3 separate regions of the Rattus norvegicus genome follow, and regions 1 and 2 are each linked to region 3. The links are chromatin contacts, called in public Hi-C maps. All regions are on one chromosome and are shown on one strand. The core of a region is the stretch at or near the end of the contact, and the rest is flanking DNA. Distances in the headings are between cores, read along the strand shown.

Evidence for each region. A called contact is a pair of places that touch in the nucleus more often than the background predicts.
Region 1: a contact with region 3 is called in a Hi-C map of mammary epithelial cells, with 3 times the contacts expected there. The contact joins the promoter of Sqle here to the promoter of Mtss1 in region 3. A contact is called at or near these places in 2 of 12 Hi-C or Micro-C datasets (hepatocytes and mammary epithelial cells) and 1 of 1 datasets of contacts at active chromatin or transcription factors (oligodendrocytes).
Region 2: a contact with region 3 is called in a Hi-C map of liver, with 2.6 times the contacts expected there. The contact joins the enhancer-like site here to the promoter of Mtss1 in region 3. A contact is called at or near these places in 7 of 12 Hi-C or Micro-C datasets (the A7r5 cell line, Schwann cells, frontal cortex and 3 more) and 1 of 1 datasets of contacts at active chromatin or transcription factors (oligodendrocytes).

Annotation. Positions count from the first base shown.
Region 1 is chr7:92,756,726-92,759,425 of GRCr8, forward strand. Sqle (squalene epoxidase) reads left to right here and starts at 1,450. Exons shown (of 11, transcript NM_017136.2): 1 at 1,450-1,805. The coding sequence starts at 1,518. It overlaps LOC134479916 (a long non-coding RNA gene), which reads right to left and starts at 545. Exons shown (of 5, transcript XR_010053826.1): 1 at 495-545.
Region 2 is chr7:92,720,993-92,723,692 of GRCr8, forward strand. It overlaps LOC134479916 (a long non-coding RNA gene), which reads right to left. Exons shown (of 5, transcript XR_010053826.1): 4 at 1-2,700. Among named protein-coding and RNA genes, the nearest start is that of Sqle, 36 kb to the right of the region's middle. Within about 2 kb of position 1,364, at least 42 of the 93 cell types and tissues checked have an H3K27ac peak or open chromatin away from gene starts, as enhancers often do. A contact at or near this core is called in hepatocytes and liver, where this site is marked.
Region 3 is chr7:92,515,860-92,518,559 of GRCr8, forward strand. Mtss1 (MTSS I-BAR domain containing 1) reads right to left here and starts at 1,444. Exons shown (of 16, transcript NM_001130563.1): 1 at 1,261-1,444; 2 at 911-1,044. The coding sequence starts at 1,291.

The sequences.
Region 1 (2,700 bases), core at 200-2,699, 240 kb after region 3:
ATAAAAGGATCTTACTGAACAGTTTCAGGATTGCTGTTGATTACGACATTTTTTTTCCTTTCTCTCCCCCCCCCCCCTTTTTTTTAAACCCGAGAAAGATATCACTATGTAACATTGACTGGTCTGGAACACACTGTGCAGACCAAGCTGGCCTCAAACTCACAGAGATCTTTCTGCCTCCCGAGTTCTGGGACTAAAGGTGTGCCCCATCTCCACCTACTGACTTCTTTTTCTTTAGCCCTCGTTCACTAATTACGTCAGGTTCGCCCGCCTGTCACGTCCTTCTTGCTCTCCTAGCCCGTGCACTTCCAGTCCGCCGGGATGGCTCCAGCGGCCGGGTTAAGTCTGAGGTCCTCAAGGCCACCAAGGAACTCCTCCAGAGCTAGCCCCACCTTCCGCAGGTGGGACGTGAGTACCCCGCGGCGGCAGCTCCGAGCGGGCACCGCCCCATCCGCCCACCCGACCGGCGCCCACCCCACGCACCCGCCCCTCACCACGCAACATCGCCCTAGCGCCTCTGCGACTGGCGCCGCGCGGAATACGCCGCCTACCATTGGACAAACGTTCTATAGCGCCATCTCAGCCTACCGCGCGGTGCGCGCTCTCATTGGCTCGGAGCGGCGAGGGAGGCGGGGTCTGCTCAAGGGGCGGTGCCACACAGGAGCCCCGCCCCCCGGTCCCGTGGCTGGGCCGAGCCCGCCTAGCAGCTGAAACGCGAGGGGCCGGGCTGCGAGCGGGGCGCGCAGCGGTTACTCTGGTTACTGTCCGCGAGGGATGCTGGGGACCCGGCGGTCTGGAGCGGGCGCCGCGCTCTGAAGGACGCTCATCCGAGACAGCCATTCATCCTTAAAGAAGGCAAGTGTCGGTCGGACAGGTTCCGGGAGGTGACTTCGGGGCTTGCTGAGGAGGGATCTCCAGGGAGAACTGAGCTTCCAGGCTCCGGCCGCGCTTCGGGACGCCGTAGCCATCTTTTGTTGGAGAAGGCTGCCGGGGTGTTGCTAGGGGCGGCTTTCCCAGCACCCAGATTCTTCTACGGCCCGGATTCCTTCCTACTGAGCACCTGCTACTGGTGACAAAGGACCGTTTATAGCTGGACGAGCGGACATCGTAGTATACAGCAACATTCGCACCCCTCTGCCCAGTACAGACCGACCTACCTGTCCATTAGTTGGCTGAATGAAGAAGTGTGTAATCAGGAGCCGTTGAGTAGGCGGGTTTTAAATGCTGCATTTTAAGATCTGGACAACTTAAGATACATTTGTACTCTCAATGATTTAAAAAACTGATCTCATCTGACTCGTGATCCTAAAACTATTGACCGGAAGGAGTTCGGCAGGTCTCCCGGACCCCCTTTGTGAACTACATTTTGGGTAGAACATTTTAATCACCGAAACCCTTCTGAGGAAAAAAAGACTCCCACTGCCCCCTGCAAAAAAACAAAAGCAAAAACAAAAAAACCAAACCCCAAACCCCCAAATCTCAGTCTTAGCTGGTGCCACCAAAGAAGCTTTTGAGCCATGTGGACTTTTCTTGGAATTGCTACTTTCACCTATTTTTATAAGAAATGCGGGGATGTCACCCTGGCCAACAAGGAGCTCCTGCTGTGCGTACTGGTGTTCCTGTCGCTGGGCCTGGTGCTCTCCTACCGCTGTCGCCATCGAAACGGGGGCCTCCTTGGCCGCCATCAGAGCGGCTCCCAGTTCGCTGCCTTCTCAGATATTCTCTCTGCTTTGCCTCTTATTGGCTTCTTCTGGGCCAAATCACCCCCTGAATCAGAAAAGAAAGAACAGCTGGAGTCCAAGAGGGTATGGCTGATTTCACAATGGGCAAATGAATGGGATCTTATTTTAAACTTAAGCTTGAGGTCACAGAGGAAGTTTATGGTTTCTTGAAAAGGCAAGAAAGTGATGGCTTAGAAGCTTAAGTATTCTTAATTGAGTTTCTTTTGTTTTTTAAAGTTGTGGACTATGTTGTGGCTACAATCTTCTATCTTAGGGAAGATCAGAAGCATTTGTTGTCTGATTCTCAGATGGGGTTGAGTATTGATTTGGTGGGAAATGTTAGGATTTCATTTGGAAGACAGACTCATTGTGGCTTTTATTTAAATCTCTGGGTAATAATGATTTTTGTACCTGAGAGAACTGAGTGGAGTTAAGTCCACTCATTAATGTGGCTGACGGGAAAGTGGCAGTTATTTGAAAAGCAATAAAGATGCCCAGCACTTTAAAGTCTTGGGCAAAAATCCCTCCTCCTGCTAGCCATTGACACAATGAATAAGTCAGTGCAGTCAGGCCCTCAGTCAAGTCATAGCTGGGTCTGTAAATATTTCTGATGCTGTTATGTTGAAGGAGTGAAGGGGCCATTGGTAGGTGACCAGAGGGGAGTACAAGAAGAGTACAAGTCAGATCATGTAGGACTTATTGGCCAGGATATGTGAACTTTTCCCCTAGGAGCACAGGCGTGAGAGTAACAGTGCTTGAATTTTTACAAAAATCTAATCAAATACTATTCGGGAACTACGTTGCAGTATGCAGCAGTGAGAGAAAGGATGCTGCTGTGTGGCTGTAGCAGGGTGAGTTACCCACAAAGCAATGCAGACGTTGGGATCTACTTTATTTTACTACGCCCACAGTGCAAGTCAGCAAGGTTGACAGAAGAAAAGAACTTGGCTCTGAAATTTTGGCCCTGCCACTTGTTGCT
Region 2 (2,700 bases), core at 114-2,613, 210 kb after region 3:
CGTAGGACCTAGCTACCCTGTGTGTGGAAGGAAGAAATCTTGGGGAACAGTTCTTGGCCCAGGCAACAACAAAAAGGACTTAGATGGTACCTATCGACAAAACATTAGGAGTGATTAAGTGTCATATTGCAGGCTCATGGCAGGAAGTAGAATAGAATGGACCTGCACAGTGAGGACAGACACTGTCTTGTCTCCTCGCAGATGGCTGCCTTTTGGCTCCAGGGCTCTGGCCAGCAGTCCTGAGCTACAGCCATGACCTACTTTTTGTTCAGCCGGTTAGCCGTATGGCCTATTTCTTTCCGGCAGAATTATTTCCCAACAGTGGCTGGGTATGGCATGCTGAGCACAGCATTTACGCACTTGAATTCGAAGAAAGAAAAACCCCTTTAAACATGCAGAACAGTATTCTGGAGCTGGGAAAAATTAAGATCAGAGTCTCAGATGGTTCTCTGCTTTCATTCACATCGGTTTCCCTTCTACAACTGCCCCAATTGTGTGTGTGTGTGGGGGGGGGTATGGGTTGCTCTACCAAGTACTTTCCACCTAGAATACAACTCTTTCCCAAGCTCGCTTTTCATAGTGGCATCTTAAGTTGCTAATAAAACCCCACTGTCCACAGAGGGCCCTGCTGTGGGAATCAAGGGAAGAGTGAGAATGTGGGTAAGTGATGTTAAGGTGGTAATTAGGCAAGGTAATTAGACCCTGTTGAAAGAGCTGAGCTGCAAAGTGCAGCGTGATAAAGGGGCTGCCTAGACAACTAAATGGGTGTAATTAGATACAAAAGCTCCCATTCTCTCTTCCTTTTTGCTTCTCAGGCTTTTTCTGATTCTCAAGTCCAAACCTGCTGGTACTCAATGTTTTTCCCCCTGCAGTCCCAGAGACTTGGTGAGTGTTCTGTCCCTCTGCCTGCAACCTCCCCCTAGTCTGCACCCTTTCTCTACCTCATTGCCACACTCTTCCCAAAACAGAGCTGCAACCTCTAAGGATTTTTCAGAGCACACGGTTGCAAAATCAGCCAGCTGGGAAGTAAAAACCCTGTACACTTCTGACAGCCATGGGCTCCTGTTTTAGTTCCCGACTCTCCTCGGAAATTGATTGGATGGCTCCATTCGCTCTGGACATAAGGCTCCACCCCCTGTGGGCTTTGACTCCTGCCCCAGATGATCTTTTCAACACACAAATTGCAACCCTCAAAGCCCTGCTGGCTTTCCAGTGTACACACAGTAGTCCCTAGGCTCCTTCCCTGGCGTCTATGTCCTCCGTGATCTGACCTCTTCGGCCGCCTCGTTCTCCCTCTGCACCCCACGATGTGATATGCCTGCTTGGTCTGACTCCACTGTGCGTTTCCTGCCTCCACGTCTCTGCACTCGGGATATTTGGACTGCCCAGTCCCTCCCCCATCGTGTCAGCTGGTGTCACCTCCCCCAGGAAGTCGGCTTCCTTCACCTTCCACGCCAGCCAGCCAGCGGTTCTCAAACTCCTTGGTGCTTTTGTTTTCTGCACTAAACCACAACCGGAAACTGTCTCTTGTTGATCCTCACCACCTCACCACCAGGCTGCAGACTCCCCTTGAGAGTAAACGTTCATTTTCCCTGTTAAAGGGATGCATCTGGAGTTCTTCAAACAATGGTGATCTGACAATAACAACAACACATTACTGTTTCTCCTGTACCTACCTTGGGCAGCCACATTCACTTTTCAACACCTGTCAGTTTGCCTCCGGTTTCAGTGATCTCTTCCAGCCCAGACCTTCATGTTATTTTCCTGAGTTACTTGCTACTGTGCTTTTTAACACAAACACCGAGACCAAAAGCAGCTTGGGGTGGAAACAGTTTATATTGCCTTACAGGGCCATCACGAAAGGAATCCAGGGCAGGATCTCAAGCAAAAACCTGGAAGTGGAAACTGAAACAAGAGACCATGGAGGGGTGCTGCTTACGAGTTTGCTTCCTGGGGTTTACTCACCCGCTTTCTTATGACACCCAGGACTACCTGCTCAGGATGGCACCATCCACAGTGGAACGGGCCCTCTACATCATCAATAAAGTGCTCCGTAGACTTGCCTACAGGGCAATCTGGTGGAGATCGTTCCTCACCTGAGTGAGGTTACTACTTTCCAGATGACCCCTGCTTCCGTCAAGTTGACAAACAAAACAAAACAAAAAAAACAAAAACAAAAAACCCCACCCAACACACATGGACTTCAGTCACTCACTTGCTAACACCTATGAGGAGCCCAGAAGCCCAGCTCAGAAACGACACTTTCACCAAGTCCAGCACGTTTCTAATTTAATGGGAATCAGGCAAACAACTCAGTACGGTGGTCCCGGATACGGGAGTACAGCAGAGAATTACTATATGCCCCAAGGGATGGAGAGGGTAGGGACGGAGAGGGTACAGGTGGAGAGGGTAAGGGTAGTTAGAGGCGGGTAGAGAGTGCAGGAATTGAGAAAGTGGGGGTGGCCAGGGTAGAGATAAAGGAGGTGAGCATGGTGTGTAGGGAAAGAAAGGATAGGGGTGGAGAGTACATTTTTGGAGAAGTTAGGCATCTCCACACTGCAAAGGCTCTGGCCAAGCTTCCAATAAATGACTCTGGAGCAACTGTCTTTAGGAATTCCCAAAAAGATCAGCAGCGGCCGAGGGGCGTCTAGGACGGATGAGGTCATTTAGATCCCCGAGCTAGAGAGCTATGCTGTGAGT
Region 3 (2,700 bases), core at 194-2,693:
GGCAGCTCCTGGAGCTGCTCCTATTTATTAGGGTGGGTAACCTAAGTCACGGTGTACCTCAGAGCACCAGAAAACCCACATTCGAGGATCAGGTTATCTCCAGTCCCACCCTTTGCAGGAAAAGGCTAGGGTGTTGTTCCCCGCCCCCAACACACACGCGCGCACTCACACGCATACACAATCCTTTCCAGAGAATAGTGGGGTGTGGATGTGTGTTTGAGGGAACTGGGTATAGTAGTTTTGGAAACCTCAACCTTGCCTTCCCGCTGTGAGCCTCTCAGCCTCGGGTACCCTGAAAGACTACCCTGGGAACTTCAGCGCCGAGCCCCGGGGGAGGGTATGTGGAAGGCAAGGAGCACCATCAGCAGCTCTGGAACAGACTAATTAATAACTAATTTGTTCAGACTCCCCTACTCCAGGTAGACCTGAAAGCCAAGCTTGTAACAACCCTGCCATCCAATCTCCCAGGCCGGAAGACTCCTTCCTGCAGCCAGGCAGAGCCCCCACTACCGCTCCACCACCGCGCCAAGCACCCCACCCCAAACCCAGGGAGTCAGGTGTCCTCCAGGGCGTCCATCCTCCACGGGTCGCAGACACTCAGTCCAGGGACAGACAATGGAAAACTTGGAACTAGGGCCCTTAGCCCCCAAAGGAACAAGATGGTGTCGCCCCCTGGGATTATGAATGCAGGGGATGGCAAGTAGCATCAGACTCTCCCCACTATCCCCCGGGAAGTCGCCTGCCCAGTGACCCAGCACAGCCTGAGCAGCGCGGCTGGTGAGCAGGTGACACCCGGGTCGCCAGAGCTCCCGCAGGTGGCCAGCAGCAGGGCGCAGGCGAGAGCCATGCCGGCCGCGGTGAGGGGAAGCCCCGCGGCGAGGTCAAAACAGCCGCGCCCCCGGCGTCCTACCTTCATGTCGCTGATGATGGTCTGGAAGAGGCCTCCGAGCGCGCTGCATTCCTTCTCGATCACAGCCTCCATTTTCCCGGCGCGGCGGGGACAGGACACGCTCTCGGGGCGGCTGCACTGCGCACGGGGCCGGGCTCGCTCAGCCCGGGAGCTGTTTCACCCTGGGAGCGACCTGCCTCCGGCTCGCCGCCGGTTTTGCAGAGAGCACGCGGTGCTCGCAATTTACTGCACTCTGCCCCCCAAGTCCCAATCCGAAACGCCCAGCCGCTCCGGAGGGCGAGTCGCCTACGTGCAGTGTTCGGCTCCTGGCCTCAAAAATGCCCGGGGAAGACTGACAATCAAGCCACCACGGGTGCCCATGACGGAAACGGCAAAGCCCATCTTGGTGCAGAGAAAACCGCCCGCTGACCCGGGGCCAGCGCCATTTAAGAAAAAAAAAAAAGATATTTTTTCCAAATATATTTTTTCCGAAACTCCAAAATAAAGAAAGAGAGAACGAAATAGGGCAGCAGCAGACGAGGTCAGCTCGCGTCGCCCGGATCTGTTGCTCGCAGACGCGGCCGCCGCCTCCTTTTTACTCCTGTGCGCCCGGCCCCGCGCTTGCTCTGGCGGAGCTCCCGGGGTTGTTGAGAGGAGCGCACGCGCGCTCGCGACCGTGAGTCTGGCGCGGGAGCGCGGGGAAAGCGCGCGCTCGCGGCCCGTGCGTGCGCCGCCCGAGGGCGGGGCTGGGAGCGCACGCTGGCGGAGAGGCGTGCTGGGTGCCTGCTGCAAGGAGGAGCTGGCGCTAGGGTAGGCGAGCCCGCTGTGCGTCTCCCGGACACTCAGAGCGCCTCGTGCAGGGGGCCTCTGAGTGGGGAGGGAGGAGCAGCGCCCAACCGCCCACAATGGCAGCTAGTGAAGCAGCGCTGCCCCGCTGGCCCCGCCCCTCGTGCAAGGTCGGCTGGTTGCTCGCTGCGCCCCGCACCTGGTGAGCGACCAGCCCGGCTGGAAAGCTGCTACTGCTCCCGCTACCGCAGCCTGAGGAGAGGCCTCTTCGATGATGTCAGGACTGCAGCGCCGAGTCACGGTTGCAGGGAGCTAGCTACAAGATTGGGACGAGATAAGGAAGAGTATCCTGCAGTGGGATGCTGAATTCCATAAAGTTGCAGGGCGCTAGATTGATCTGCTGAGGCAGAGTAAACGCAGAGGGCATCAGGGTTCCTAATCGCTTGCTCATCTGTCTGTACAGATCGCTGGCTGCGTGGGGCTTGAATGGTTGATGGTTTTCAAGCCAGTGTTGCCTAACCACAGAAAGCCCCTTGAGAAGTTTAACAAAAGGCACCAAAGACTTAGGTGAACTTGATAATTGTGTCCCTAGCTCCACTGCCCAACTCCATAGCCAGGAGCACTTAATTCTTAAGTCTTCCGGTGTCTGGTAGGGGATCAAATGGGCAACTTGTAAACGAACTTAAAGCACCTATTTGAACCGTTTGCAAGAGTAAACGCAGCCCTTGTCAAGCTTGACCGAAAGGATCGTGTCAAATACTGTAGTCCCTATTAACTCAGTTTTATAAGTCATTCTTTAAACACTGATCAAGAGGGTGTCGGAAACTCTGCACAGAACGCTGATGTTTGCATTTTCCTTCAGGCCACTCAGCTCAACTCAGAGCATCTCCCGGACATCTGGAGAGGCCAAACCTTCAGTAAGTCACTGGTCTCTGAGGCAATCCTGCCGCTTCCGGTCCCTAAGGATATTCAGTTGCAAATGCCTCATCCTTACCCTGCCTGTATTAGTGCTTGACACGTGGTTG